Regions from separate parts of the Zea mays genome. Here region 2 is linked to region 1. The links are chromatin contacts, called in public Hi-C maps. All regions are on one chromosome and are shown on one strand. Each heading gives the region's core, a stretch centred on a gene start, on an enhancer-like site or on the middle of the called end of the contact. The rest is flanking DNA. Distances are from core to core; before and after follow the strand shown.

Region 1 (5,292 bases), core at 1,825-4,324:
AGTAACCATATTGGTCTGAATGCTTCTACCTGATGTAGATGTGGATATACCCGGGATTAATATTGTATCCACATTTGACTTATTGGCATTTGATCTATTCTCGGGGACGCCTGTGAATATGATCCATTTGTCTTAGTCAAAGCATATGTTCTGATTACAGATTCACGTGATCTGTAATAACTTTCCTCCGATGAACTCACCCTGTTGGTGATTTGCCTCACGAAGAGGTTCATCTTGATAATAAAATTCCTAGCAATGCGTGCAATATCATTGTGCTAGGAATACGGAACAGTGAATCTTTTGTTTTTGGGAAATGACGAAGATCATTATTAAATGTGGGAGACAAATGTGTCGACACCTATCTTGCCTCTCTAGATTGCAAAGGGATCCAAAACAAAGTCCTAGGCATGAGTGCTTTAAGCTCTCTTATCGGGTCATTGATAAATGCAATCGGGGCTGAACCAATAATCGCAAAATGAAAGTCACAAGCTTGAAGTTCGGACATTTATGGGCACTTTTGAAATAATGTGTGGTGAATGCGATGGTTCAAGTGGTCTTGTGAGAGACCCATCCCACATATGTGTTGAATAACCACTGTTCCGATATGTATTATATCTGGCAAATGGCATGAATTAAAATATGCAGTTAATAGGATTCTGAAGATCCGTCATGAGATCCTAGGAGGACTCATATCTTTGAATTATAAATATGCAACATATAAATCTAGTACCGAATAATACATTCCCGACGAATGAACACTCTCTTATGTAGAGAGAATATCTCCTATTTGAGATTATAGTTCCTAGATGGAACCTTTCCAGAAGACATAGAGTCTGTGTTAAACACCAAAGTTTGATAATCCCTATAAAGGGATAAAGACCCATATAGACCCGAAAAGGAATAAGATGAGGTACCAAAGGACTTGAAGTTCACCGAATAAGCACATGTGCATTCCACGAGTTTTACTCATGGTATTTTCCACTTGATGTGGAATTACGGTATCCTCTAAAGCCCCGATGGCAGAAACCTATAAGGTTTAGGTGTTACTGGCAAAATATCCCCATTGTGCCAGAATGACAGACTATAACGATGTATCTAATCGATGAAAAATCACTAATGGATTACGATCTTTGATGGACTTTTGTTACACCATCATAGATGTTGCAATGGATGAACGCCTGGAGCGATGTGTCATATTTAGAATATGTACTATTGCAACTATATTATCCCCTAAAGTCCTATAGAAGGACATGTTACTTGCTTTGCACAACTATGTATAAATTATGGTGTAAGATAGAAAATGATAGCACCCCAACCTCATTCATTCTCGTTATTCTAGATGAACAATGAGACATATATCTTGAAGAATATGCTTGAGTTATGAGGGATAACGACTTTGATAGATGTCATCGTTAGGGGGAGCGAATGCTTATATTGATCACAATCGTGAGATAATAAATGTCATATTCTATGCCCTGAAGGCGTGAGCTTGATGATCAATATGTAAACCTTTATGGAACTTTCTATCAAATATATAGATCTAGTCGATCGAACACCATCAGCCAAAGTGGCTTATTTATATTGATACGTGCACTTACCTCGTATATCCTAGAAGTGAGTAGAGGTAAAGTTCCTGAAATAGACCTTGCAAGGATATGCAATCCGTTTGCTGAATCTATATGTGCATATACTTCCAGAAGAAAATATTTTGCCATATTGATATAGTTTTGCAAGGATCAGGGGAGCACATTTCTAAAGTTAGTCTTTGTAGAAGATTCAATAGAATCTAGATCCCAGAGGATCGAAATCTGTCCCGATGACAGCCGTTGTACTCTTTTTCCCTTGGTGAGTTTTCTTGAAGTTTCTCACATGAGGTTTTTAACGAGACAACAAAGTGCAAATGCAATTTGTATCACCATGCACTCTTTCTCCATATTTTTCCCATTGGGTTTTTTTGGAGTTTTAATGAGGCATGTGTTGGTCGCGGTATTCGCCCAAGGGGGAGTGTTGAGAAACCCTAATGAAGGGTTATGTGGGCAAATACCGAATATAGCCCTGAGGGCTATCGCGTCTCTATATATAGAACATGTACCCCTCATATGGAATAGAGAAGAGAAAGAGGCCAGATGCCCAACCCTAAATCCATGTCTCGTGTGTTTCCTCTAACGTGTTTATGGGAAGGGAGACGAGTTCTCTACATCTTCTTGCGCCTCTACTGCTGACGGGAGGGAAGGGAGCGGATCTGGTGATCCGTGGTAACGTAGTTCTCAACAAATACTAGTACTAGTATATGCAAAGATATGCATCGACTCTCTCTTGATTCCCAGGTTTAATGTGCTCGAATGATTAGGCCAATTCCACGGAAAACAATGTAGTTCCTCAATTGCCTGGTTTACTAGGCTTTGCCACCGCCCACCAGTCCGAAACGTGGGGTTCGTGGTGACCCACGGACCCAGACACTGGCACACCACACGGCTGGGCTGAGGTTGCTCTGTGAAACGCCGCACAATACCTTACACCGGGCCCAAGAACGCGAGAAGACAGTATGGGCCGGATGGCATACCCAGTTCTCTCTAGCGGGCAGGGCAGACGACTGCATCCTTGCTCTGACTTGACATCATTCAGTTTGCTACAGACTTGTACAAGTGTCTCCATTCTCGTACATGTGTTTTCCTTGTACTGAGTACATATATATAAAAAAAAGGGGAAACCTGTGAAATTCTCGTTCTGATGTTGTCTGATGCTATCCATGGATGCCAACACCAAATCTCACAGCTGAGCTGACCATGGATGCCTTCTTCTATAGTAGCTGCTACTGTACATACATCGGGAGCAGAGTTATGGCCCGCTAGACAGGGTCGTCGATGTTCGATAGAGATGTCGCTTCCGAGTGTGCCACTACCAATGCACAGCACGACTGCGCCTGCACGAGAGTGTTCGTACGCGCACGGGACGCGATATGTGATTGGGTCGCCTTGCTTCCAACGTGTCCCGGTCCAGTTCTAGACGGTCCCCTCTTGGCGTCGCGACCGTCCCGATCCCCCAAGTCTTTCTTCCAGGGCCGTCATACACGGGGCCAGCAGCTTCCCGGCACACGGGCGAGGCAGAGGCGCCGACATCCAGCGCCATCGGGCTCTCGCCGTGGCGGGCAGCGGTTGGGCGGCGTCCGTGTTCCGTGCCGCGGCGGGACGAGGAAAAGGGCCCGGGCCCGGGCAGCGGATGGGGGCAGGCTCCACGGAAATCAATTGAATAAGAATAATAGTGACCGCCGCGTCATACACGAGTGGGACGGAGAGCAGCGTTCGGCGTCGTTTGCTTCTCGTCTCCCACACGGGAACGTAGCTTTGACACCACCAGGCCCGTGTGCTGTATTTTTCCTTGGACCGGCGTCTAGCCGGTGTGAAAAACCGTGGCACAGGAGACTGGGTATAACACTCTGGAACAGCCGCCATCGTTTTCTTTTGCTCACTAGTCACTACCACAGTAATAAATCACTTGCTTTCACTATCCCTTACGCATTTCGAAATTTCCCAGCTGCTAAAGTGCTAATGCCGGTGCTTTGCGTCTACCAAATACTCTAACCAGTTGATTGGTTGCTCGCATCGTTTTGTTATAGATCACCGCGTGCATTGACTTTTCCTAAACGTATGTTTGGTTGCCTGCATATAGAAGACGTGGTCCACACGGGGCAGATGCAAAACAAGCCATTTAGATGTCAATTACCTGCATTCGCTCCTACCGCCAAAACGCCTGTATCCAATCAACCATCTTCGGGTGAGCGTGCAGCCACGGACACATGGAACCAATCAACCGGTAAAAAGCATCGGGTTCTCACAGAAGAATTATGCATACCCGTTTAGATGTAGATATTGCAGCACATAATTGACGATTGGAATCTACTTTTTCCAAAATTCTATTGTTTGGTTGCATATGGTATTGAAATTTGGAATCAGAGTTCCAATTCTACGGAATTGGACTATAATTAGAAACCTCCTCCCCCAATATAGAGCATCACCCACTCTGTATTGCATAGAATTAGACCGCATAATTCTAAACTCCAATTCAGTGACATCCAAACAATAGAATTGAACTTACATCTAATATCAATATCAGTGTTGATTTGGTATTGAACTCAATTCAATTACACACCCTCCAACGTCAACATCCAAACGGAGTATTATAGGCATTGCATTTGGTTGACTTTATATACATAGTCAAACAATGTATCTTCGTCTGGGAACCAAATTTGTATTGAAATGCGCTAACTTAAAGTGGTCGTGTAAACAGCGGAACAATAAGCGCTAGCTCTAATTTAAACCGAGCGTGTGTAGTTCGAACTACTAGTGCGTGGATATAATGATAATGGGACTTCTTTTCTTTTGGTGGTTGACTGAGATATTGTTTCTTAAGTTAATGAGAACTTGAGAAGTGTTTCTTGAGTAGATTTGTTGTCTTCGAATTTTTTTATCATGTTTTCTTATAAATAATTTATAGTACTGCTTTCTCTCGGAGATTTTCTTTTTTTACATAAAATCTGATTTTCGGATCCCAAGTAAACAGTACTCGAAAATTGAAGAGGGTGAAACGTTTTCTCTGACAGGTCGTTGGAATCTATTTATTTTAGAATAGTATATTTGGCTTGAAATTTGATATTACTTTGCAAAGTTCGAATACATGTCTATCCTCAATTTATGGGCTGAAGTATGTGAAATGGTTTTACGTATCAAGGAAGTATGTTTTTACTCTGCAACTTATAAAACGCTCTCCGAGCTCACTTCTCTATAATAAAAATGTAGCATATAAATATCTCACATGTGTTGCTAATAATAATACAAATATATTTCACAGAAGATCATATCCCCTCGGTCACAAAATAGCTATCACTTTAGCTCTTAGTTATTATGTCTACATTCAAATAGATAATAATAAATCTAAACACATATAAAAAACGCATACAACAGATATTGTATGCATTTGTCGGTACCCTAAATCTGGGGTACCCTCTCATGGAGCAGGAAGGCATCGCACCCATGCGACGTCCCCTTGCCGCGTGGAGGACCGCGCCTGACCCCGCCGGATGGGCAGGCCAAAGGACGCCACGTGGCAGGGAAAAACACCACACCCCAGTAAGGCCGGACCTCACGTAATGACACCGGACCCCTACACACGAGTCTGGAGCCTTCGGGTAAGTCCGAACTCCAGCAGGGTCCCGGAGCGAGAAGGACCCTGGTGTGTGCAGGGGTCCGGCGCTGACACGTGTGCGGGCCTCGCCTCCGCTTCCCGCTCAGGAGG
Region 2 (4,916 bases), core at 1,630-4,129, 98 kb before region 1:
ATCAATCACCTGAGGGAAGAGCCTCTCGAATATCATCCGGTAGTAGTAGGCCTCCTTGTTGACGGGCGTGTTGTACGGGAACATCTGGGCGGCGCTGTTCATCATCTCATCCGTCACCTGGACATGGGGGGGAACGTCAGCGCTGGTTAGCTAACTTCGACGACGACCATCAACCTGCTGTTCGGTGAAGGCTTTGAGTCCATCGATCCAGTTGTAGCCCACTCCGTCACTGAACTGTTCTTTCTGCCTGTACAGAATATGCTGCGGAGGATGCATGGCACAGAGGCGTCAGTTCAGGCTTGAAAACACACAGACACAGAGGTAAACGACCAGCCTTCTCTGAAGATGTCCTTACCTCGGGCAGGTAAGGGTGCTCCTCGTCGTCGAACGCCTTCCTCAGGACCCACTTCTCGATGCGACCCAGGTTCTTGTCGTACTGCGCATTCACCAAGTAGAAGAGAAGAAGGCGTCATCAACTCATCATCATACATAGAACCGGCCAAAAACAACAGAACACACCGGGCCGGGCCGGGTCGAAAAAGGCCCGCTTCAGTACCATTTTCCATTCGGGGTCCATGCCCATCGCGACGTCGACGAACTCCTTGTCGAGGAACGGCACGCGGACCTCCAGGCCCCACGCCGACGTCGCCTTGTTGGCGCGCAGGCAGTCGTACTGGTGCAGGGCCTTCACCTTGCGGCAGGTCTCCCTGTGGAGCTCCTCCCTGTTGGGGGCGAAGTGGAAGTAGAGGTAGCCGCCCAGGAGCTCGTCGGAGCCCTCCCCGGACAGCACCATCTTCACGCCCAGCGACTTGATCTTGCGAGCCATCAGGAACATGGGCGTGCTGGCCCGGATCGTCGTCACGTCGTACGTCTCGTCGTGGTAGATCACCTCCTCGATCGCGTCGATGCCGTCCTATGGATGATGGCCCATTTTTGTAATTTGTTTGCCACTCGTCAGCCTACGTCACGATCTCGCCAAAAGCGAGCGCGCGCGCGAATGATTTACTTGCCTGTACGGTGAAATGGAACTCGTGATGGGTGGTTCCGAGGTAGTCAGCGACCTCTCGTGCGGCCTTCAGGTCAGGGGAGCCCTGAAACGTACGTGCCGTCAGCGTCCCGTCCCGCGCGCGATTCTATCCGAGACAAATAAGACACGCGCACCACCAGTGCCAAAAAAAACGAAACAAAACCTCGAGGCCGACGACGAAGGAGTGGAGCTCTGTGCCGAACTTTCCGGCGGCGTCGGTCTTGACGAGGTGGCGCTTGGTGACGGAGGCGACGAGGGAGGAGTCGAGGCCGCCGGAGAGGAGGACCCCGAACGGGACGTCGGTCATGAGCCTCTTGATAACCGCCTGCAGCGCACGGGCCCATGGCCCATGGCCAGAGGTCAGTGTCAGTAACGGCCATCTTTATTGCTTAAATACCACCGACGACCCAACAAGTGCAAGGTCACTCACCTTCTCGAAGGCCTCTCTAAGGACGAGCGGCTGGTACGGCGTCCGGGGCACCTGCTCCTGGAACCAGTGCGGGGTGTACCACCGGCGGAACCCGCCGGCGGCGCTGGAGTAGAGGTGCCCCGGCGGGAAGATCTCGAAGCGCACGCAGTCCTCGTTCAGCGCCTTCATCTCGGACGACATCCAGACGGAACCTGCAGTAGTGGAGGGAAGGCGAGGCGAGAAAATCGATCGGTCAGCTTCAGCTTCAGCTTGACCCACCTAGCTGGGGTGCTCTGCTTGGCGCGACCGCACTGCGAAAATGCCACGCCACGCTGTGTCTGAGTCTGACCGTCGCTGCCCCAGCCGATGTAGAGCGGGTTGACGCCGATGGCGTCGCGTGCCGCCACGTAGGTCCTGTCTCGCGTGTCGTAGAGCACGAACGCGAAGACTCCGTCCAGCATGTCCACGAAGTTCTCGCCGTACTTCTCGTACTGGAGATCGATGACGCCGACGACGGCAGCAGCAATAACAAAGGCAGCATCAGTAGAGGAGAAGTTTTTGTTCTTTAGTGTGTAAGCGAAGAACAAGTTTGGTTTTCAGAACTGAAACGATCAGTGTAAGGCTCACCAGGGGGATGATGACCTCGCAGTCACTGCCGGTGCTGAAGCTGTGCGCGCCGGTGAACTGCTTCCGGACGTTCTTGTGGTTGTAGATCTCTCCATTGGCCTGTGAAGTAAAAAAAGCAAACAAAGCGCATGCATGCTGAGGAACTACAGCATAGATAGGGCCCGTCAAAACTAGCTAGACGACGCTTGAGCATGCATGCTGCGCGCGTGCATATTTGGATCTTATTAGCTTACCACCACCACGACGGTGCGGTCCTCGTTGAACAGCGGCTGGTCGCCGGACAGCGGGGAGACGATGGCGAGCCGCTGCTGCGCCAGGAAGTTGCCCTCGTGCTGGTAGAGGCCCGACCAGTCGGGGCCCCTGTGCTTCAGCCTGCACACCACGTGGGAGTGACCGACCATCATCAGGTCCGCCAGTCGTCAAAATTTAAACACTAACCAACAACTAATCGCGCCCACCCGACAATACTGTAACCAGTGACACAGAAGCGAGCGCGCGCGCGCACACACACACAGGGTTGCTTGAACGAGCGAGTAAGATTCCCATGCTCCTTTTCAGATCGGCCCATCCTAGTCTCTCTACCGTTCGATTCTTTATGGTTCCTATATGAGAAGAGCTCGGTCCCAGTGCAATGGACGGATGCTTGCCTTCTGGAGCAGGCGAGGATGCGAGCCCTCCTGGCCTGGGAGCAGTCGGAGCATCCGAGCACGGCTAAGATGCCACACATGACGCCGACGGAGCAATTCAGCGGCTTTTTGTGGGGAGGAGGAGACGAGACGCTGAGCGCTCGTGCTGCGAGTGGGATGCGGGAACCAGGGGAGAATGGCTGCAGTTTTATAGGCGGGGGCGCGCGCGGCTCCGGGACCTCGCGTCTGCGAGCGACCCCCGCCGGGAGCGCTCCCTGGACACGCGGCGGGTGTCGGTTCGGCGAGCTCCGTGCGCGGCAGGAGCTTATCCGTTCGGGATGCAGCGGGGCCGAGTCAGCGTGGGGCCCCGAGCCCGCGTCAGCCGGGGTCCTGGCCATCGGATCTACCTTCCACGGCTGGGCGAGGTTCTGGGAGTAGGCCCGCCATGATCGCGGCTGGTGGAGCAAGGCTGCTGGCGGCCCCCCCACCGGATCCACCAATGGCCGGCCCGTGCGCTTTGCCGCGAGATGCGACGATGCACACAACCGTTCGGCGGAGTGTGTTTCTGTCGCGGGCGATGGTGATGCAAACGACGCCCATTATTCTGAGCTGCGCCTTGCATTATACGACTAATGTATTCAAAAACGTCAGTTCAGATGGTAGGAAAGATTGGATGAATCCGCCTTGCAATTTTTAAATCTCCAATAATCTTAAAAATAATATCGTGGGGGGAATTTCAACGACGGCAATTGGATTCCGGCTAAGCAACGCAAGTCTTTGTTCGTTTATTCTAATTCTATGTGGATTGGAGTGTATTTAAATAGATTGTGATGGATTTTGATTTACGATGGACTTCAACCGACTTAATACCTCACAATCCATACGGATTAACCGTGAAACGAACAAGCCCTAATGGACACCCGTTAGAGACCCCACACACCGTAAACCAAAAACAAAGGCGGACACGCCAGGAGCCTACCCCCAATCTGCTGATCTACTCCAACCATCAATTGTTAAGTTATTTCTTGAACAAACAATACACAGTAAGATTCATGTGGCAAGAGGCAGTAGATCGAAAGAATCACAAGAGCAGACAAAATCATATATCAATATTTGTGTACCAGAAGGGATCAGAATGAATGACCATGATGATACATGTGGTCTCATGCATATGCACAAAACACCCCCCCCCCAATAAAAATATGTGAAGATTATGGCAAGAAATGTATGGTTGATAGTGAGCTCTTTCACTTAGAAAAAAGATCCAGTGTATTGTGTTATGTGTGGCGTCATTTATATCTCAGTGTGTTCTGAAACTAATATCAATATAGTGATGTATAATTTTGGATGACATATGTGTATTAAGGGATATATATAGCCTTTGATGGCATACAAGTAACTTTATCATCTTCTATCTATATCACATGCTAATTAACTAGATGGTGTCTACGCTATAAGGATCGAATGGCCTCAAGAGGGAGATGGATTGAGGATTAAAAATAGAAAATGATATTCATACCTTAACTAAAACTACTTCACCTAAGAAGTCCTTGGGGCCATAATCTATCGGTCCAAATAGGCACTTCAACATATCATCCGGTGGATAACTTTGTAACACAGAATATAGCACAATGTTATTTGATGATATGTTGCCCTTGAAGATCAACTGACCTAGTGACACTTAAACTTCAATTCTGATTTCACTTGATGTTTGATCTTGTCCAATGGGATCATAACTAATTCTCTATCTATTTGAGTTGCTTGGGGTTTCTCTCATGTGTACATTGAAGTGTCAACTCCAACTTTGATCAAGGTACTAGTCTTTTGGCCCCTTAATAGTACAACCAAAGGTAATAAACCTAACGCTATGTCTAAGTGCTCCCATGTCCCAACATAAGTTGGCGCTTAGACATTGCCATGTCTTTAGTCTTCATAAATATCCTTGACCCATACTCCGAATCCAATCTCCAAGGCCCAATATAATAAATGGTTCATTGTGACTAACATGTTTTCGTCAACCCTACAAAACAAACTAGCCACAATATCCTTGTGCTTATGGATCATAGAAAGTAGAACCTTTATATGTTCAGGTTAATATGTTTAATCATGTCCCCATAAATTGGTTTCAAACAATTGAAAATAGCAATATTGTACTTTTCATTTTGTTACCTTATTTTTGACTTGTGCTTGGGCGTAACCGAGCCCCTTTAAATGGTATGGCCTTTGT

Evidence for each region. A called contact is a pair of places that touch in the nucleus more often than the background predicts.
Region 2: a Hi-C map of root tip shows a contact between it and region 1, with 4 times the contacts expected there. The contact joins the promoter of LOC100192351 here to the enhancer-like site in region 1. A contact is called at or near these places in 13 of 25 Hi-C or Micro-C datasets (bundle sheath, ear, leaf and 5 more).

What each region holds. Positions count from the first base shown.
Region 1 is chr9:143,705,648-143,710,939 of Zm-B73-REFERENCE-NAM-5.0, reverse strand. No RefSeq gene overlaps it. Among protein-coding and RNA genes, the nearest start is that of LOC103639269, 18 kb to the left of the region's middle. Within about 2 kb of position 3,074, at least 20 of the 20 cell types and tissues checked have an H3K27ac peak or open chromatin away from gene starts, as enhancers often do. A contact at or near this core is called in bundle sheath, ear, leaf and 4 more, where this site is marked.
Region 2 is chr9:143,803,520-143,808,435 of Zm-B73-REFERENCE-NAM-5.0, reverse strand. LOC100192351 (asparagine synthetase 4) reads right to left here and starts at 2,879. Exons shown (of 11, transcript XM_008659820.3): 1 at 2,711-2,879; 2 at 2,297-2,435; 3 at 2,064-2,162; 4 at 1,786-1,927; 5 at 1,458-1,648; 6 at 1,191-1,352; 7 at 1,011-1,091; 8 at 557-913; 9 at 356-436; 10 at 10-261. The coding sequence starts at 2,790. The coding sequence ends at 151.